Regions from separate parts of the Mus musculus genome. Here regions 2 and 3 are each linked to region 1. The links are chromatin contacts, called in public promoter capture Hi-C maps. All regions are on one chromosome and are shown on one strand. The core of a region is the stretch at or near the end of the contact, and the rest is flanking DNA. Distances in the headings are between cores, read along the strand shown. Region 1 holds the start of Rab4b (RAB4B, member RAS oncogene family). Region 2 holds the start of Zfp628 (zinc finger protein 628). Region 3 holds the start of Zfp667 (zinc finger protein 667).

Evidence for each region. Promoter capture Hi-C pulls out the DNA fragments that hold promoters and counts their contacts.
Region 2: a promoter capture Hi-C map of pre-B cells shows a contact between it and region 1. The contact joins the promoter of Zfp628 here to the promoter of Rab4b in region 1. A contact is called at or near these places in 4 of 39 promoter capture datasets (cranial neural crest, frontonasal cranial neural crest, maxillary cranial neural crest and 1 more).
Region 3: a promoter capture Hi-C map of pre-B cells shows a contact between it and region 1. The contact joins the promoter of Zfp667 here to the promoter of Rab4b in region 1. A contact is called at or near these places in 3 of 39 promoter capture datasets (cranial neural crest, maxillary cranial neural crest and pre-B cells).

The regions. Positions count from the first base shown.
Region 1 is chr7:27,177,457-27,180,383 of GRCm38.p6, reverse strand. It overlaps Rab4b (RAB4B, member RAS oncogene family), which reads left to right and starts at 1,501. Exons shown (of 8, transcript NM_029391.2): 1 at 1,501-1,657. The coding sequence starts at 1,642. It overlaps Mia (melanoma inhibitory activity), which reads left to right. Exons shown (of 4, transcript NM_019394.3): 3 at 105-215; 4 at 550-643. The coding sequence ends at 573.
Region 2 is chr7:4,913,711-4,916,637 of GRCm38.p6, reverse strand. Zfp628 (zinc finger protein 628) reads right to left here and starts at 1,421. Exons shown (of 3, transcript NM_170759.2): 1 at 1,233-1,421.
Region 3 is chr7:6,285,043-6,287,969 of GRCm38.p6, reverse strand. Zfp667 (zinc finger protein 667) reads right to left here and starts at 1,390. Exons shown (of 5, transcript NM_001024928.2): 1 at 1,316-1,390.

The DNA of each region.
Region 1 (2,927 bases), core at 252-2,751:
AAATGGCATTTAAGCTGAGATTCAAGTAAGAGGGAAGATTGTACACAGGCGTTCAGCAAGCATAAGTGCCGTTTCCCCAGATGGACTTTTAACTTCTTCTCCAGGTTCAGGGAGGTTACTATGGAGACCTGGCAGCCCGCCTGGGCTATTTCCCCAGTAGCATTGTCCGGGAGGACCTGACTCTGAAACCTGGCAAAATTGATATGAAGACCGATGTGAGTGTCTTGGGGGTGGAGGTGGGAGTAGGATGATAGTTCCTTTATTTGCTTACCTGTTTATGAGAAGTAATTATTTTTGTTGTTGGTATGTACCCAAGCTGGCCTCAAAATCACTAGCCTCCAGTTTCAGCCTCCTGAGGGCTGCTGAGTTTACAGGCCCTGCCCAGTGCTGAGTGATCTCTAATTGGGAAATGGCAGAGGGTGCAGTACTGGAAGCTAATGTGTTCATTTCTGGGTGATCAAACCTAGTCCTTGCAGCTATAACTTTGTTAGAACCACTAGGCGCATTGCAATGTCATCACTGGTTGGTTTTCTATCTACTCTTTTTCAGCAATGGGATTTCTACTGCCAGTGAGCTCAGCCTACCGCTATCCCTGCAGTTACCCTTCCGGCTCTATGCAAATACAGCAGCCAATGGCAAACTATTTGTCTCTTTGGTTTTTGGGGTTGGGTGGGTATGTGCAAAGAATGTTTCACGGGTTTCTGAATATAGCCAATTAATGCCCTGAATGTTGTAACGTCAGTGGCTACTAGGCAGAATTTCACTTTGCAAGCCCTTTGCTCCAAGGTAAGGTTTGGGACCCCCAAGCAAGGGGGTAAACAGTACAATATATGTACGCTTTCCTCTCTTTTAAAGGGAGTTGAATCATTGGTATGAGCCAATAGATCCCGAGAAGCGCATAGAACGTACAGTTTTTTTGTTTTGTCTTTGTTTTGAGGGTTTCTCTATGTAGGCCCTGACTGTTCTGAAACTCACTATGTAGACCAGGTTGGCCTTGAACTCAGCGATACATCTGCCTCTGCTTCCTGAGTACTGGGGTTGAAAGCATGCGCGACCCCAGAGCCCGACCAACAGAGGTTTTTCTTGTAGATAGGGATAAATGTGCGCGTGTCCTCAGCTTTCCTCTTTCCGGTCTATGGGGTTAGAAATTACACTCAGCAGCCTGAGATCCATTCTTCCAACTCTGTCCATCCTGCCCTTGCTCCTTCTTGGCATTCTTGTCCCCGCCCCGTGCCTACGTATAACCAATACGGAGTCTAGTCTCTGCTCCCCGATATTTGACCAAATCCGTTCCACCGCTAGGGCAGCATCTCTGCCTCCGCCCTCTCCCACTTGCTCCACCAATCGCTCTTCTATGTCACGCCCCTTTTGACTCGGCCCCTCTCATGCCACCAATCCGCGCCGCTTATCCCGCCCACTGCCTCCTGAATCCACCAATCACTGCGTTGGGCGAGCGTGGCCTGGTATCCGCAGCTCCGGAGGCTCGCGCGGGAGGGGGGGGGGCGGTGAAGGCGGAAGTGGCGGCGCCGGGTCCAGAAGTGGAAAGGAGCTGAGGCTGCAGCCCGAGTGGAGCGGCTGCCAGCCGAGGAACAGGCGCGGCTGCGGCGCCATATTGCGGCCCTCAGCGGTCGCCACTGAGCCATGGCCGAGACCTACGGTGAGGCTGATGGGCCGAAGCAGGGGGGGCTGGGCCCGTAGTGGATGTGGATGTGGAAGTGGGGCGGGGCTTTCTGGTCAGGTGGGCGGGGTCTGCCCGGATACGGGGCAGGGCTAAGTGGGTCTGGGGCTGAGCTAATCGATTTGGGTGGAGCTTGAAGAGGCCGCTGTACGGGTTAAAAAGATCTAGGGCGGGATTTAAGGGACCTAGTCTTGGTAGATTAGGGTAGGGGGTAGGCCTTGAAGAGGGAAGCAAGCCTTCCTGGGCGGAGCATGAGTGGATAGGGCGGGGCTGACGGTGACCAGCAAGGGTCAGGTTTTATGGACTACAGAGAGAGCCTCACAGATGCTGTGCACCCTGCACACTCTGTGGGCTGATCTGGTTTGAGAGGGCTGGAGTGATGTTCTTGAGTTATAGATTTGAAACTTAGCGTCAAGAAATGCGGCATAAGTTTAAGGATAGAGGCCAGGGGTTCTGGACAGAGGATGGGGAGACAAGGTTCAGAGTTAGGCAATCAGTATGGATGTACAGTGTCAGGTGGGTAGAGGTAGGTTGGAAGGCAGTAGAAATCTCTGACGACAATCAGAGACAGCTCCATTCATTGAACACTCATAGAAAAGCCACAGAATCTGGTGCACACTTACCAGAGGAGGTAACCAGTTTAGGACATAGGCCCAACGTCAGAGGCCTTGACAGAGTGAATGAGTGAGAGGGGGTAGGAGGTGAAGTGAAGAGGAATGGAGGTCAGATTTAATTCTTGTTGAAATGGCTTTTGAAATGCATCAGGTAAGGTCTTGCATTGTGGAGACCTTTAGTTTGGGTTTGTAGCTTAGCTGTGCCTAGCTGTGTAGTCTTGCTTTCGTCAGTTAACCTCTCTGGCCTCATTTTCCTAGTCTGGAAAGTAGAAGTCCTTAGTATACTTCCTTCTTTCCTTTTTAAATATTTATTTAATGTATATGAGTACATTGTAGCCGTATTCAGAGCCACCAGAAGAGGGCATTGGATCCCATTATAGATGGTTGTAAGCCACCATGAGGTTGCTGGGAATTGAATTCAGGACCTCTGGAAGAGCAGTCATTGCTCTCAACTGCTGAGCCATCTCTTGAGCTGTATAATTTTATCTTTAGAGCTTTATTTATGATTAAATGAGTCTTTAGGACTGTGATGGGCATGTATATGGTAAACACTATATAAAAATAATTTTGTGTGCTATAACCCTCTCATTTGGGAAACCGAGGCAGGAAGACTGCTTCAAGTTAGAGGTCAGCCT
Region 2 (2,927 bases), core at 172-2,671, about 22 Mb after region 1:
CCAGGCTGGCCTCGAACTCAGATGTCTGCATCTGCCTCCTGAGTGCTGGGCTCAAAGGCGTGCATCACCACCACCCTAGCCAGGACTTCTCAACCTCACCAGCACAGAGATTTGGAGACAGGTCATTCTTTGTCAGAGGGGCTGTCTAATAAATGGATGGGTGTTCATCAGGATTCCTGACTCAATAGGATGGATGCCACTGGTAACAAAACACAGTGCCAGCTTGACCCTTCCCTAGTAAATCCTGAAGTCAGTACTGCAGTGACAGTACCCCAGGACAGTCCCATCAACATATAAGTCTCTTACTGCTTGTTCTACTCTGTCAATGTTCACATCATCCAAACAGAGAACCTCTGCTTCGTTCGATCGATCGTTCTCTGATGCATCCATCACCCACCAAAACATCAGGAGAGAGCATGCTCAGTAAAGACAGTCTGAGTGAAGAGAGGGAGGCACCCCCTTTTGACAGGTTATAAAGGATTTCTTTTTCAAAGGGCAATAGGCTATGAAGGATTGTTTTTTTAAAGGGCTGTTGTTCCTTTTGGCGTGTAGGTGACAAATGAGGTTCAGAAACTGTCTGTGCCTCTGAGGCCATATCTTTTAACACAAGAGGCCCAACGGAACAGGGACCCATCTTAGCAGTGAGAGTGCCCTTTAAGCGTCTGGGCTTTACGAGGAAGCTCTTGGGGTTTGGGATGTAGCTCGGTTATTAAGGGTTAATGACTGGCATGCACAAAGCTCTGGGTTCTTGTCACAGTACACCATAGAACTGGGCGTGGTGGCACAGGCAGGCCTGTAATCCCAGCGCGCAGATGAAGGCAGCAGGATCGTAAATTTAAGGTCATTGTCAGCTATACAGTGAGTCTGACGGCATCCTAAGCTACATGAGGTTTTATCTGGGAGGGAAAAAAGATCTCTTTGTTCAGATAGTCTAGGGACCAGCAGAATTATGAAACTTTTCCTTCAATGTTTGGGAAACTATCACCCGCTTTTAAGGAAATAACCCCCTTTTAGGAGAAAGGGGAGAAGGGAAAGGGCAGGAAGCTTTGCAAAAATGCAGCTAAACACACTGTCCTTACCCCTTTAAGAGGGCGGAGCCGGCCTAACAGATTAAATATCGGAGGCGAAATAGCGACCTTCCCTTTAAGGTACCCCTTCCGGTTTCCCGCTCGCCGTTCTCCAAACGACTCCGCCCTCCGGCCCTTCCCCCACCGCGCCCTCCGGTCTCTCACCTGTGGCCCCGGTCGGGGAGGGGGATCAAGGAGAACCCCAGGGCCTTCCCGCGGGGGCTGACGGGAAGCGGGGCCCGGCACAGCGCTGCGGGACCCGCGGCCCGGGAGGGGGCGGGGGCGCGCTCCCTCCCCACGGCCCCCGGCGCGAGGCACTCAACCTTTATCGGCGGCCTCTCGCGCACACAAACCCCGCCGCCGCCGCCTTCGTGCGTCATGACGCAACGCGCCAAGCCCGGCCCGGCCCCACCCACTGCTGGGGTTCGCCAGATGCAGAATCCCGGGGGTCCAAGCCTCAGGCCCGTGGTGTACACGCAGACCCTGTTCCCTCGTGCTGGGAAGGAAACTGAGGCACTCAACCTTCCTGCATGGCCTGGGATGGCCTGGGTCTCGGGAGTCTGAGTTGCCCCTACAAGCCTGCTTTTTTTCCCCTGCCTGCTGGTATCTGGGGCCAAGCTTGCTTTCTGAGCCTGTGCTGAGACTTTCGGATAGATTATTTTTGTTGTCTTAATTGTTTTTTGTTTTTGTTTTTTACTTTTTGAGACAATGGGCTCTTGTAGGCTCATGTAGCACGGGCTGGCCTTGAATTTTTTTTTTTTTTTCCGAGACAGTCCTGGAACTCTGTAGACCAGGCTGGACTCGAATTCAGAAATCCTCCTGCCTCTGCCTCCCAAGTGCTGGGATTAAAGGTGTGCGCCACCACTGCCCGGCTGCCTTTTTCTTAAGATCTATTTATTTTTACCTTCTCTGTATATGTGAGTTCCCACATGCATGTCTGTGCACCCCATGTGTGCCTGGTGCCTGAGGAAGCCAAAACAGAGTGTCAGATCCTTTGGAGCTAGAGTTACAGGGCAGTTGTGAACTGTCTGGTGTGGTCCCAAGGAACCGAAGCCCAGTCCTCTGTAAAACTAGCAGTTGTTCTTAACTACAAAGCTATCACCCCAGCCCTAACTTAGAGGGCTGGTGAGATGGCTCAGACTGATGGTACTGATGCTCGCTGCCCAGTGAAGCCATAGAGGAGTCTTAATCCAGCAACATGGCTATTGTGGCTGGAACACAGATATGACCTTAGTACACACCTTTAATTCCAGGAGACAGAGGCAAGCAGATCTCTTTGAGTCCAAGGCCAGCCTGGAATAGAGCAAGTTTCAGGTAAGGAAAAGCTTAGGACCAGGTTTGGTGGTGCATGCCTTTAATCCCAGCACTCAGGAGATAGAGGCATGTAGATCTCTGAGTTCTAGGCAACCAGTTCAGTTGAATCAGTGAGTTGAGAGGCTATGCAGAGGAGTTCAGAGGTAGTTTTCATAGAGATGGTTTTATAGAGACAAGTTGCAGGTGAAGACACAATGAGCCAGAGAATAAAAAGAAGCCAAATTAGAACAGATTTCTAGAGTTAGTTTGAGGTCAAGCAGAGCAATTCAGTCAGAAGCTGAGAGAATCAGTCACTTTGGAGAGGTGTTTAGGCCAGAGAAGCTGAGTTGAACCAGCCAGCCAGAATTCAGAAAGAGCTAGAAAGGGTGAGTTTATTCAACAGTAGACATCAGAGATGGCAATTACATCTGGAAAATAGCAATTACATTTACAACATGGATATGGTGAAAGGTGAGAACAAACTCCCACAAGTTGTCCTCCAATCAGCATCTATGCTGTGTGGCAAATACATGCATGCCCATACACACAAAATAAGTGGCTGAATGT
Region 3 (2,927 bases), core at 141-2,640, about 21 Mb after region 1:
TTGATAAGGAAGACACCCAACAGGTTCCACAGGTCAGGGTAGGATGCAACTTTCCCGCAGGACCATTCTTGGGCAGACACCAAGAAGCCAGGTTGCTTGCCTAGGGATAAAAGGAGTCTGGAGGGTGTGTGCACCACTGCTCAATCCAGAACCTCTGCTAGAGGTGAAAGACGGCCAAATTCCAAATGTAGACACTAAAACTCCTTTGGAATTCACCACTACAACCCTACCTGTACACAGGCCAACAACACAACAGCAAACCTCCACCGTCAGCACTACAACAAAGGCCAGACTCTACACCGCACTCAGTATGTCCCAGGCATTGTACAAGGCATTTCACCTGTATTATTTCACAGTCCGTTTAGCCTTTCCATCAACACTCTGATGAGCGCCATTTATCCCTTTGTACAGAAGGAAAAGTCTCATCCTTAACAGGTTCAGTTTCCCAGACTAGGCCATCACATCTCCTCCTCTAGAGGAGCCCGTTGCCACGGTAACAAATGAGATGAGGCACGATCAATCACACACTGGCACACACTCACAAAGCCATTGTCATCTGATGGCTCACTGTATCTCTAGACTTTGATAAATAACTTCATCAGCCTCTCTCTCTCACACACACACAAACACACCCGCCAACACTCTCACACCAGCACAGCTAGTGACATAGAGATACTCAGAACTGTGTGCCCACACCCTTGGGCCCCTCTAGCCTGCGGTGGCCTCCTTTCCCACTAGGACCTGTACAGTCACCTGTCCCTGGGCCCCACAGGCCGAGTGCCCTCAGACTATGATAAACAGCTCCATCAGTCTATCACACTCACACACAAGTACAACCGAGATGCTCAGAACTCTGTTCCTACATCCACTAGCGGCCCCTTGTAGTGTCTTCCTTTACACAGGGCACACTGGTCACATCACGCAGTTGGTGGTATTCGCACCTGTTTCTTGGGGCTCACAGGCCTAGTCGGTCTCTCCCTCTCCCTTCCCCCCTCCCACTTCCCTTCTCCCGCGCCCCCCTTCCACTTCTCTTCTCTCGCGCACACACATATACACACGTGGAGTCTCCTGAAGGATTCTCATACTGTGTTCACCCCACAACAAACAATATACGCCAAGCATACACGAAGCTTCAGGCGTGCACCCGAATCAACTCAGATCACCAGAGCGACCCACGCAAACAGGTCTCTGTCTCTCTCTGTCTCTCTGTCACACACACACACACACACACACACACACACACACACACACACACACACACACGCTATCAATCATTCCCACTGAAGGAAGGCTCGCAGTCACCAGACCCCCTCACCTGTCTCCCTGCTGCGTCCTCCGTCTCACAGCTGCCACAGAACTGCTAGCAACAGAGCTCCCGCGCCTGCGCACTCGCCTCCCAGACCCCCAGGGATCCCTTCAGGGCCTCTCCCCGGTCCCCCCGCCCCTCCAGAAGGACGCAGGCCAGTGCGGCCCCGCCCCCAGGGCTTCCCCCGGAGCGCGGAGCCACGCCCCCTGACACGCAACTAGACGCTGCAGTCGCAGAACCCCGGAGACAGCGCGAGGCCACGCCCTCAATAATTTGGTTGGCTATTCTGCCGACCCGTGTGCGCCCTCCTACGCTAAGCGCTTTTCTAAGGGGTTCGGCCAAGCTCCCGTTAGAGTCCATTCAGCATGCGTCCTTTCCGGGATGCTTCTCCTAGCGTTCCACACCTCGGACTCACTGGGCTTCCACGCGCCTTACGCCGTGCGCAACCGCGAGCTTGTACCGCCAACCTCAGGCTTTGGCAAGAGACTAAGGATATCCACGCCCAAAAGGGTGTTTCCATCCTCGTTGTCGCCTGTCTGGAGACCTTGTGACCCTCAGAGGAGAGGACAGAGTTTCTTCTGTGGCTGTTTAGAAAGCCATGGGGGAAACGATGGGCACGTGAGAAGAGGAGCGTTCCACCTTGGAGTCTGATTGAAGACTCTCCACAGCACAATTCAACACTTATAAGGCCGTACTCCCTCCCAAACTATAAACCTGAAATTTTCTAGGAACTCAGTATAAATCTCACGTAAAGGGGAAAGGCCTGCCCTAAACCTCTTGAGCAACCCTAATGATTTCTGGTCCTACCTTATCAAATTATAACTCCATTCAAGCCACTTCCGGAGTCACTTTACATCTCACCAAGTAGAAAGAGAATAGGGGTAATACTTGAGGAAACCCTAGGCTCAGTGAAGGACAAGGAATGACTCTCGGGTCGCACAGCAATCACCAGGATAAGGGTAGACTAGACACCAGACCCTGTTATGGCATCCCTTAGCAAGAACACAGTCATTGGTGTGTGCACAAGTGAAATGCTGTCAGCTGCACAATTCAGTATACCCAACCTGCGTATAAATATAAGTGCCTAGAGAAAGGGAAGTGACTCATTTAGATCTTCAGTCAAGACAGTGATGAGCGTCAACTGTGACATCTGAATGGTCATGTGGGAAACAACGGCACTACTGAGCAAACACAGCATTTCATTTCACCGATGGGAAAACTGAGGTTCCAAGCACATTGGACCTTACCTGAGGCCCCAGAAATAGGAAGTAGGAGGGAAGCACAGAGGTTAAGTTCTACACATCATTTCTCTAAAGGGGAAACCAAGAGACTGAGAGAGCCCCAGTCCAAGAATGGGGGTACAGGGTGGGAGGCTCCAAAGAAGAAGTGTGACTCAGATTCTCACAAGTCTTTCAAAACCTCCATCTATCCAGGAGAAACTATGATGTTACTACCAAAAGAGGCAGGGAATTCGTTATCTTGGAGACCAGAAAGGGTGAGACTAAAGGTTGCATTCATTTCCCAGTGAATGAAAACTAAAATAAAATAAAAAGGGAAGAACATGACTGTTCCTAGGTATGGTAGATGAGAAGGTTTATTGTAGATAAAGGGACACATAGTC